3 separate regions of the Mus musculus genome follow, and regions 1 and 3 are each linked to region 2. The links are chromatin contacts, called in public Hi-C and promoter capture Hi-C maps. All regions are on one chromosome and are shown on one strand. The core of a region is the stretch at or near the end of the contact, and the rest is flanking DNA. Distances in the headings are between cores, read along the strand shown.

What was found. Hi-C and Micro-C count contacts between places; a contact is called where the count stands out from the background. Capture Hi-C pulls out chosen DNA fragments and counts their contacts.
Region 1: a promoter capture Hi-C map of adipose tissue shows a contact between it and region 2, with 2.2 times the contacts expected there. The contact joins the promoter of Zfp473 here to the promoter of Gtf2h1 in region 2. A contact is called at or near these places in 2 of 39 promoter capture datasets (cranial neural crest and pre-B cells), 1 of 484 Hi-C or Micro-C datasets (B cells), 1 of 115 datasets of contacts at active chromatin or transcription factors (astrocytes) and 1 of 9 other capture datasets (adipose tissue).
Region 3: a contact with region 2 is called in a Hi-C map of CD8 T cells, with 5 times the contacts expected there. The contact joins the promoter of Nr1h2 here to the promoter of Gtf2h1 in region 2. A contact is called at or near these places in 3 of 39 promoter capture datasets (hippocampal neurons, liver and maxillary cranial neural crest), 2 of 484 Hi-C or Micro-C datasets (B cells and CD8 T cells), 2 of 115 datasets of contacts at active chromatin or transcription factors (double positive thymocytes and embryonic stem cells) and 1 of 9 other capture datasets (adipose tissue).

What each region holds. Positions count from the first base shown.
Region 1 is chr7:44,746,922-44,749,701 of GRCm38.p6, forward strand. It overlaps Zfp473 (zinc finger protein 473), which reads right to left and starts at 1,428. Exons shown (of 5, transcript NM_001289836.1): 1 at 989-1,428. Vrk3 (vaccinia related kinase 3) reads left to right here and starts at 1,708. Exons shown (of 15, transcript NM_133945.1): 1 at 1,708-1,730.
Region 2 is chr7:46,794,543-46,797,351 of GRCm38.p6, forward strand. It overlaps Gtf2h1 (general transcription factor II H, polypeptide 1), which reads left to right and starts at 1,552. Exons shown (of 15, transcript NM_008186.4): 1 at 1,552-1,746. It overlaps Hps5 (HPS5, biogenesis of lysosomal organelles complex 2 subunit 2), which reads right to left and starts at 1,339. Exons shown (of 23, transcript NM_001005247.2): 1 at 886-1,339.
Region 3 is chr7:44,552,364-44,555,485 of GRCm38.p6, forward strand. Nr1h2 (nuclear receptor subfamily 1, group H, member 2) reads right to left here and starts at 1,602. Exons shown (of 10, transcript NM_001285517.1): 1 at 1,446-1,602; 2 at 1,216-1,345; 3 at 334-391; 4 at 144-257. The coding sequence starts at 373.

The DNA.
Region 1 (2,780 bases), core at 178-2,677, 2.0 Mb before region 2:
AGAGAAACAACCCATAGATGCTCCAATTTTCTCTTACAGCCACAGATACTTCTACTGGACCTGCTCCTTCTGATCTATCCACAGTTGGTTCCACAGACCCTGAGCAGCAAGGACACAGCCAATTCTCCTAAGACTTCACCAACATCCCCACCCCCATCTTCTTAGGTTTCCCAGAGACACACTGCCCCAATAACAACAGAAAGTTAGCTAAAGATCATGATGACCCTATTTTTTGCTTCACCGTTGCCTCTTTCTAATTTTTCCTTTTTTAAAATTAAACCAAAACAAAGGAATGTTAGCATTTCTTCTACACTCCACTCCACAGTTACCTGGCAAAAGCCAGGTATGCCTGACTCACTATAAAAGGGGCTGCTTGCCCCTCAGTCCCCACACTCTCTTCCTTCTCTGTCCCTTCTTGCCCTATTCCCCTCTCTCTACACGTGTTCATGGCCGGCCTCTACTCCCTCTCCCTACCTTTCTCTGTCTCTACTACCTCTCAACTCCCCTCCCCATGCCCTAAATAAACTCTATTCTACACTATACCCACTGTGGTTGGTACCTCAAGGGGAAGGGATGCCTCAGCATGGGCCCGCAGAGGCACCCCCTTCCCCAGCACCATACCTCGCCCTACCAAACATATCCCTGGCTTCCCTGGCTTTTTAAATAGAACATAACAGTATATATTTGAGATGCTCAAATAATAGATACAAATAATCTTTCCTTTTAAATTTGTTTATGACTGCTTCAAAGTGCTATGTGTGTACACCTAAGTGCCTTTAGAAGCCCAAGAGGGGGTTTGATACCCCGAAACTGAAGCAATAGATGTCTCTGGGCCATTATTGTAGGTATTGGTCGCGAGAGGAAACCCCCGCTTAAGAGCCGGGCCTACGCCCGGCTGTGAGCACTCAAGGGTTCAGCATTCTGTCAGGGCCTCCCACCCCGGCCACAGAGGACTAAGGCCATGGGCGCCTGGGCTTAGTCTCCGTACCTCGGCATGGCTCCGTGTCTCCGTACCTCAGCATGGCTGGCAACCCAAAGAACATATGCTTTCCAGGATCCCAAGAAAACCCAACTCCTCATGAGGAGGGCTCCCTCAGAGTACAGGGGGAAATTCCTCCGAGGAAGTTCCGGTTCCAGAAACTTCTCCTCAAATTTATCCCACCCAGGTAACTCCGCGCCAAATTCCAGGACCCACCACCTGTGGTCTCCACCCACTGAGCCCTCTAGGAAGTAGAGAGGAAACAGATTCATGGCTAAGTGACACCAAGGTTGGATGGCCCACTACCCTGTTATAGGACTACTTTCACCTTCTACACCCCGAAAATTCCATTTGGAGGTGACAGCGGGTTGCCATAGATACAGTTTGAAGGCAAAACTGAGATTACAGAGAGAGCACAGAAGCAAGGAGAGTTTAAAAATGACAACAGGACCTTTGATTGGTGGCTGTCACGTATTTCATCAAGATTGACGTCAGACATGCGCAGTAGAAGGAAAAGCCCGCCCCAGAGAAGGCCGAATAACGGTGAGCAATTAGGGGGATGGACTAATCAGGCGTGTCGCTCAGGCTTCTGGGAAATGGAGTTTCCAGCAGGGCACAGCTTGTCCGGATGCCCTGTATTAGAGGAAATAGGCCGCGTCTGCTCGCTGCTGTCGCACGGCCGGTGGGGGATGCGCGCGCAGCCCCTCCTTCACCCTCCCTCCCCGGAAGTTTCTGCGGGGCAACTGTAAAGGTGAGTCCAAGTTTCTGCTCCGGATCGGAGTGAGAGTCCGGGCCGTGAGAAACCCCGGCGCCCACGGCTTTTTCACAAGTACAGTGATGAGGAGCCGCTCGCCCGGCAGCCTGTGACGTCACTGCCTGAGGAAGGCGGAGGCCGACCAAGGCTGGGGTTCGGGGGCGGGAGTGGGGGGAGCACCCACTTCCTCTGTTTTGCTGGGAAGGTGTTGGGCGGAGCCTGTGAGGAATGTCAGACACTCCGCCTCCGCCTCCACGGGTACCTCGTCACTGGTTTCTTTGGGATTGTGGGGCCCGGTCCAGTCTCTGCTACTTAGGGAAGTGTTAGTCCCACACCTGTGGAATTTAGCCTTTGGTACTCTGCTGTGCTGCGTTCCTGCAACAGGAGCATAGATGGTAGCAAGCTGATGGTCATACGTAGGATAAATGAACTAAACAAATGGGTGCATAATAAAAGCCGACTTGAGTATCAGTAGTCGGAACTGAATGTGCAGCCTTAGACAGGAGACCTCAACACTCAAGATCCGAGCACTTACTGTATGCAAGGATCTGTGCAACAGACACTTATTGTATTATATACCCGAACTGCCACCTCCCCTAGGAGTAGCTCTAAACTCAGCAATGTTCTAGCACTTGGGAGGCTGAGTCAGGAGGATTTTTGAGAATAGTGAATTCCAGGACAGCCCAGGATGGACTACATAGTAATGGGCACCTCAGTTTAATTAAAGCTGGATGTACGCTTGGGTAAGTTTCAAATGCTGGGGGATCAAAAGTTCAAGGTCGGCCTAAGCTACATGAAACACTGTCTTTAAAAAAAGAATCCAGCCCTGCCTAAGGACTGGAGAGTTGGTTCAATATTTGAGTGCTTACTGTCTTCCGGAGGACTCAAGTTGGTTCCCAGTTCATGACTGCCTGTAACCCTAGTTCTAGGGAATTAGGGATTGGCCTTCACACGGGTTCATATGCACATAACTGTAGTGAAAATTCTGGAATTTTCATTTCTTTAAAAAAAACACAGAAATATAAGAATATGTTTTTGTTTCAATCC
Region 2 (2,809 bases), core at 302-2,801:
CCAATAAGTTTTCTAAAAAACTGAGCTTAAACATTACCTCTGTGTGCTACTAGGAAGAAAAAACTTTAAAATGCTAGCTTCTTAGAAGATGGCAAATCAGTGAACATCTACCATCTTTTTAAAAGGTTGGCTTTCCCAAGGGTCACAATGCTAAAAATAATAATAATAATAATAATGATAAAGGCAAACGTGGAGGAGGAAGAGGAGGGCCCAAGAAATGGTTTATTGCTATGCTTGGTGATCCCAGGGGCCCAAGAACTCACAGAAAGATAGGAGAGAACCAATTACAAAAAGCTGAGGTGTCAACCGGGCAGTGGTGGAGCACACCTTTAATTCCAGCACTTGGGAGGCAGAGACAGGCAGATTTCTGAGTTCCAGGCCAGTCAAGTATATAGAGTGAGTCCCAGGACAGCCGGGGCTACACAGAGAAACCCTGTCTCGAGAAAACAAAACAAAACAAAACAAAAAAACAGAAACAAAACAAACAAACAAAAAAAACAGAAACAAAACAAACAAACAAAAAAACTGCGGTGCCATGCCACCTTCTCCCCCAATAATAAATGAAAGTAGAATTTATGTGAGATCGAAACATCTTTCTCACTTCCCAAGATTATTTTTATAATTCAAGAGTGGTAGACAGTGATTGCTGCTCACAAAGCCAAAGCAAACCATGGTGTATCTAATCCCACAAGGTGCGTGGAAGGAAAGGCTCGAAAGACGCAAAGTAACAACGATTGAAGAAATTATGCAAAGGGGAGTTAATAGACTTTATTTCCACAATAGGAACTTCCTTATCCAATAATGATCAGGAAACTCTACCTCAGAAAACTTAACGACTCGCTCATGCTTGCATGCATTCATTCATTCAACGTTCTAAGTGCCTACCGTGTTCTAGGCCCTGGAGGCGCTGCTGGAGATGAAGGATGCGCAGCAGACCAAGTCCCTGACCACAAGGAGCTCCCGTCAATCACAGCTAACTTTTATGACTTTAAACCGCAGCTGTCACTCTGGAGAAGTCCAGGAAGCAGGTTTTCCAAGCCAGGTTCACAGAACCTCAGGCTGACTAGCGGGCCGAGTTCCGCCCCCCCCAGAGACCAGCGATCGCTTTCACCGAGCAGGCTCCACAGACACTCAACACCCCTTGACAGCGGAACCTGAACCTCACACACCCTGTCACCCCGCCCCCTCCCTGGCAACGTCATCCAGGGGCGCCAGGGACCGGAGGAAAGCGCTGTTAACGGCACTTCCTCGTCACGTGACGATCACGCCCCTCCCCGCGCGTGCTCCCTCCCCCTCCAGCCGCGGGTCGCGATTCCGCTCCCTGCGGCCTGCAGTCTGGGAGCCGCCTCGGGCCGACGACGCACCACGGAGCCGGACCGGATGCTCTCTAGGGAGAAAGGCGAGCCAAGCCGAATCCCCGAAACTCTCCGCCGCTCGAGACCGGAGGAGGAGAAGCGAAACAGGCGGGAATCGGTGGGGGAGGGCGGGAGCTAGCGGAAGGTGTCATGGCGGCCGCGGTGGTGGTCACGTGCTCCGGAGGCCCGCCCCGGCGTTTCCGGTCACGTGCCCTCAGCGCCCTCGCAGCCAGCGATGGAGGCGAGACCCCCCGGCAACAGAGGCGGTGGCGACGGCTGCGGCCGCAGGGGTTCAGCCTCCTCCGTGCAGCGGCTGTGAGAAGCGCGGCGGAGGCAGATCCGACGGGACGCGCTTCCCGCGCCCCAGACCAGAGACCGTAGCTCCCACCTGGTAAGTTGAGACCGAAGAATGGGGTTGGGCGGGCGTGGAGGGTCTGACAGGCCCCGGGGGCGCGGGGCCAGGCGGATCGAGCCCTTCGCTGTAGTCGTCTCCACGACACTACAGGCTGGCTGTGTGGTTTGCCTTTCTTCTCCCGGAATGGGAAGGAGGTGCCCTGACCCTTAATCTACTGCCCGAAGGCATTAGGTTCTTCCGCTGGGAGGGACTGGAAGGATCAGACTCACCTGAGAACGAAGGAAGTGAGGCTTCTCCGAGACACCGAGGCCCTTCCCGTTAGGGAGCCTGCCCGGGAGAGGCTTTCTTTTCCTGTTAAAGAAGTCCTCTAACCTTGGTGTCCTCGTGCCTTCTTGCTTCCACCTGTCATCCTGCTCTTCAAACTGTTATTAAAACTTGAGCCACGCACCCAGTTCTAGCTATGACCAGTTTGACAGTCATGTAGTGTAAAGTGAACCATCAATACATGGAAGTATGTGATTATTTTTATAAATTCTCCAGTGTTCTTAGAAACTAAATTCATGTGAAGTTGACCTCACATGTCTATTTTACCATCTGCAAAACAAGGGTGGGGAAAAGATGTTAAAACGTATGCCCAGGGCTACAGTGAAATGGCTCAACTGGTAAAGGTGCTTGCTGCCAAACCTGAGTTCCATCTCTGGGACCCACGTGGTGGAGGGAGAACCGATCTCCGGAAGTTGTGTCCTCAACGTATACACAGTTTAATTTGGGATTTTTGTTTGCTTGTTTTTGTTCTTCGTTGTTGGCTTTTGTTTGGTTGGTTTGGCTTTCTGTCTTTTGATGTTGTCCATTTAAAGACACCAGTTTAAAATATGGTAAAACAGGTTTCTGAGTTAGGAATGCAGCTTAAAGCTAAGAGTTCTTGCTAGGCACCTGTAAGATCCTGGGTTTCATTTCCAGAACTGGCAAAAAAAAAAAACAGGACTGTAGGTAGAGCCCAATGTAAATTGCTTGGTAAGCATGCAGGCCTGGGTACAGAAAACTGGCTTGAAGCACACTAAGGGCTTGGCTCCAATCAATATTCTCAATATCTAGCCTT
Region 3 (3,122 bases), core at 352-2,851, 2.2 Mb before region 2:
TCTGCAGGTCGGCGGGCTCCGGAGGACGAGTCGGCGGTGTCAGGGAGAAAAGGAAGGGAAAGCGGACCAAAAGACAGGGGCCACCATCTCCCCGCCCTTCCTTCACAAAGCCCCACACCCCTGTTCCTGTCTCCCCATCTCACCCACGATGTAGGCAGAGCTGGACCCTTCAGAGCCTGGAGGAGGATCAGTCTCCTGCCCCTCTTCCTTAATAGTGGGTGACGTGGCGGAGGTACTGGGCTGAGGAGAACCATTCCCTAGGAAAAGGAAGACAGGACAGTGAGCTTCTCCAACACTGTGGAAGGGGCTGGCTAGGGAAAGCCCGTCACTCACCAGGCACGGGAGTGTCCAGAGAACTTGTGGGGGAAGACATAGTGGGTCACGAAGCAGCCTGCTGAACATAGGGGAGCCAGCCAATTACAGGGCATAATAGGGGTGTCTCTTCTTCCAGTGCTCACGGACTCTTGAGACATGATCTCATACAGCTCAGGCTACCCGAACTATGTGGCTGAACAGCTTGAACCACCTCCAAAATCTTGGAACACACTACTCTAGGCTGTCCTGGGATCTTCCGCACTCCTGCCTCGGCCTCTCAAGTGCTGCCATTACAAGACTGTGCCACACCTCAGTGTTTTTAACTTCTATATTGAGCCCCCACTCCCAGCCCTAGTTCCTAATAAACATCACACACTTTAACATGCCCAACCCGGCCCACTGCTCCTTCCACCTCTCTACGAATCATGACCTCAGAGAGCCCAACAACTCTATTCCTCTTCTGTGAGCACCAACTGTGCTCTTATCATGGGAGATCCTAACTTTGCCCCGCCTCTCCCATCAGGGCGCAACCATTACCCTTCTACCATAGGCTCCTTCAAGGCTTTAACGCACCCCAATACAGACCCCAGACCCTACCCATCCCATCAAGTCCCTGGCCCCACCCCTTCCCACTCTGGAGCAGAAACCCAAATTCCGCCCCGTTCCTCCTAGGCTCCGCCCCTCTCATTCCCCCAAAGCCAATTATAGGTCTTCACTGTGCCACGCCCTCCATGCCTCTGCCCCTCCCAATCCCCCCCAACAGTGGTCTAGGCCCCGCCCCAAGAATCAAAAGCCTTTAATCACAGACTATCTACAGCAGGCCTTCTGCCCATCTGTGTCCCGCCCCCGCCCACCAACCATAGGCTTTCCCTACGCCCCGCCCCGTAGAGTCACGCCCACCTTGTTCCAGGCCCCGCCCCTCTCCGTGCACCAGGGGGAGGCGGGGCTCATGACTGCACCGGCGATCGGGAGGGGGGTCGCAGGGGGTCTCCGACTCTGTTGCCCTGGAAACGGCCGTGGGAGGCGAGAGCTGCGAGGAAAGTGAGGGAAGGATGCGCGCGCTAAGCGGGACCCACGGCGATCCGCGTACCGGGCTCAGTCCCACCTGCCCGGCCGCCCGGCGCACTTGCCTCTGTGTCCGCACCGGTGATTGTGCCTCCACAGCACTTTGGAAGTAACTTCAGAAGCCTGGGAGTAGCTCGAAGCAACAGCGCTTGCTGAGCGAAAAGCAAAAGTAACTTCGCCACTTCTTCCGGCAACCCCGCTGCGCGTCACTTCCGGAAGTAGGCGGACCGGGAAAGGTGACAGACTTCCGGTCTGCCAGGGCGCCACCGACTGTGAGGCCTCGGCCGGAAGTGGCACACCGGAAGTTTATTTCTTCTGGTAGTTCCCCTCTGGGACTCAGAAAAAAGTTCCGGAAAGTTCTTTCGTTTCTTTTCGCAGGTGGCTAACGAAGCAGGTTTTAACCTTTTTGAGTAGTTTAAAGTTCTCTACTTTTGTAGCGGTGCTGCATGGCTGCTTTTTAAAAAAATTTTTGTCTTGATTTTGAGACAGGATCTCTTATTTCAAGGGTGGCCTTAAACTTCTGAGCCTGTTGCCTTTACCTCCCCATTATTGCGGTAGCAGCTCCTCTTCCAGCCCTGTATGTTGGTTCTAAATATTTTAAATTTGGAGATGGCAAGATGGTTACAGGATGGTTTTAAGCCTAAAAAGCTTAAAGGCTTTTCATACCTTAAACTTCTCCAGCTCAGGGCTTGGGCTGCCCTTCCCTTTATAATCCAGCCGATTTGGTTACTGGGTCCTTTACTCTCCTGGCTCGCCTCTCTCTCCTTCTCCTTCTCCTCCTCCTCACATGTCCTGATTCTGGATCTTGTTCACTTTGGACTCTCTTGATGTCCCCGCCTCGGGAACTTTTTTTTTTTTTTTTAAGATTTATTTATTTATGTATATGTGAGTACACTGTAGCTGTCTTTAGACACACCAGAAGAGGGCATCAGATCTCATTACGGATGGTTGTGAGCCACAATGTGGTTGCTGGGATTTGAACTCAGGACCTTCAGAAAAGCAATTGGTGCTCTTAACTGCTGAGCCATCTCTCCAGCCCAGGAACTTTTTTATACAAGAATTTATTTTTGCATTCAGCTTCATAATAGGAAGAAGTAAATATAAAAAAGGCAAATTGGGTGCAGACCCATGCCTGCAATAAGCAAACAGACCCAGGCAAGGCAAGAGGATTGCTTTTAGTTGGAAGCCAAATTGAGCTAGGAAGTGAGACCTGGCCATCAGCTAAATGTGAATAAACAAGTAGCCTCAACCCCTCTCCCATAAAAGTAATAATACCAGCTTTTTCACAAAAGATTGAAATACTTGTGTGAATCTCAGATGGAAAACATTCAGAGATTGTTTCTCCGCACTCCCCACTTATGGACAGTTGGGAATCTTTATTAAGCACAAATTCTTGCTTTTACTTAACTTTTGTTGCTGTTGTTCTTGGTTTTGTTTTGTTTTGTTTTTTGTTGTTGTTGTTTTGGTTTTGTTTTGTTTAGGTTTGGTTTTTTCGAGACAGCGTTTCTCTGTATAGTCCTGGCTGTCCTGGAACTCACTTTGTAGACCAGGCTGGCCTCGGACTCAGAAATCCGCCTGCCTCTGCCTCCCAAGTGCTGGGATTAAAGGCGTGCGCCACCACCGCCCGGCCACTGTTGTTCTTGTTGATTTGTTTGTTTTGCAAGGCAGGGTTTCTTTGTGTAGCCATGGCTGTCCTAGAACTGCTTCTGTAGACCAGGCTGGCCTTCATCTCCTAAGAGAGT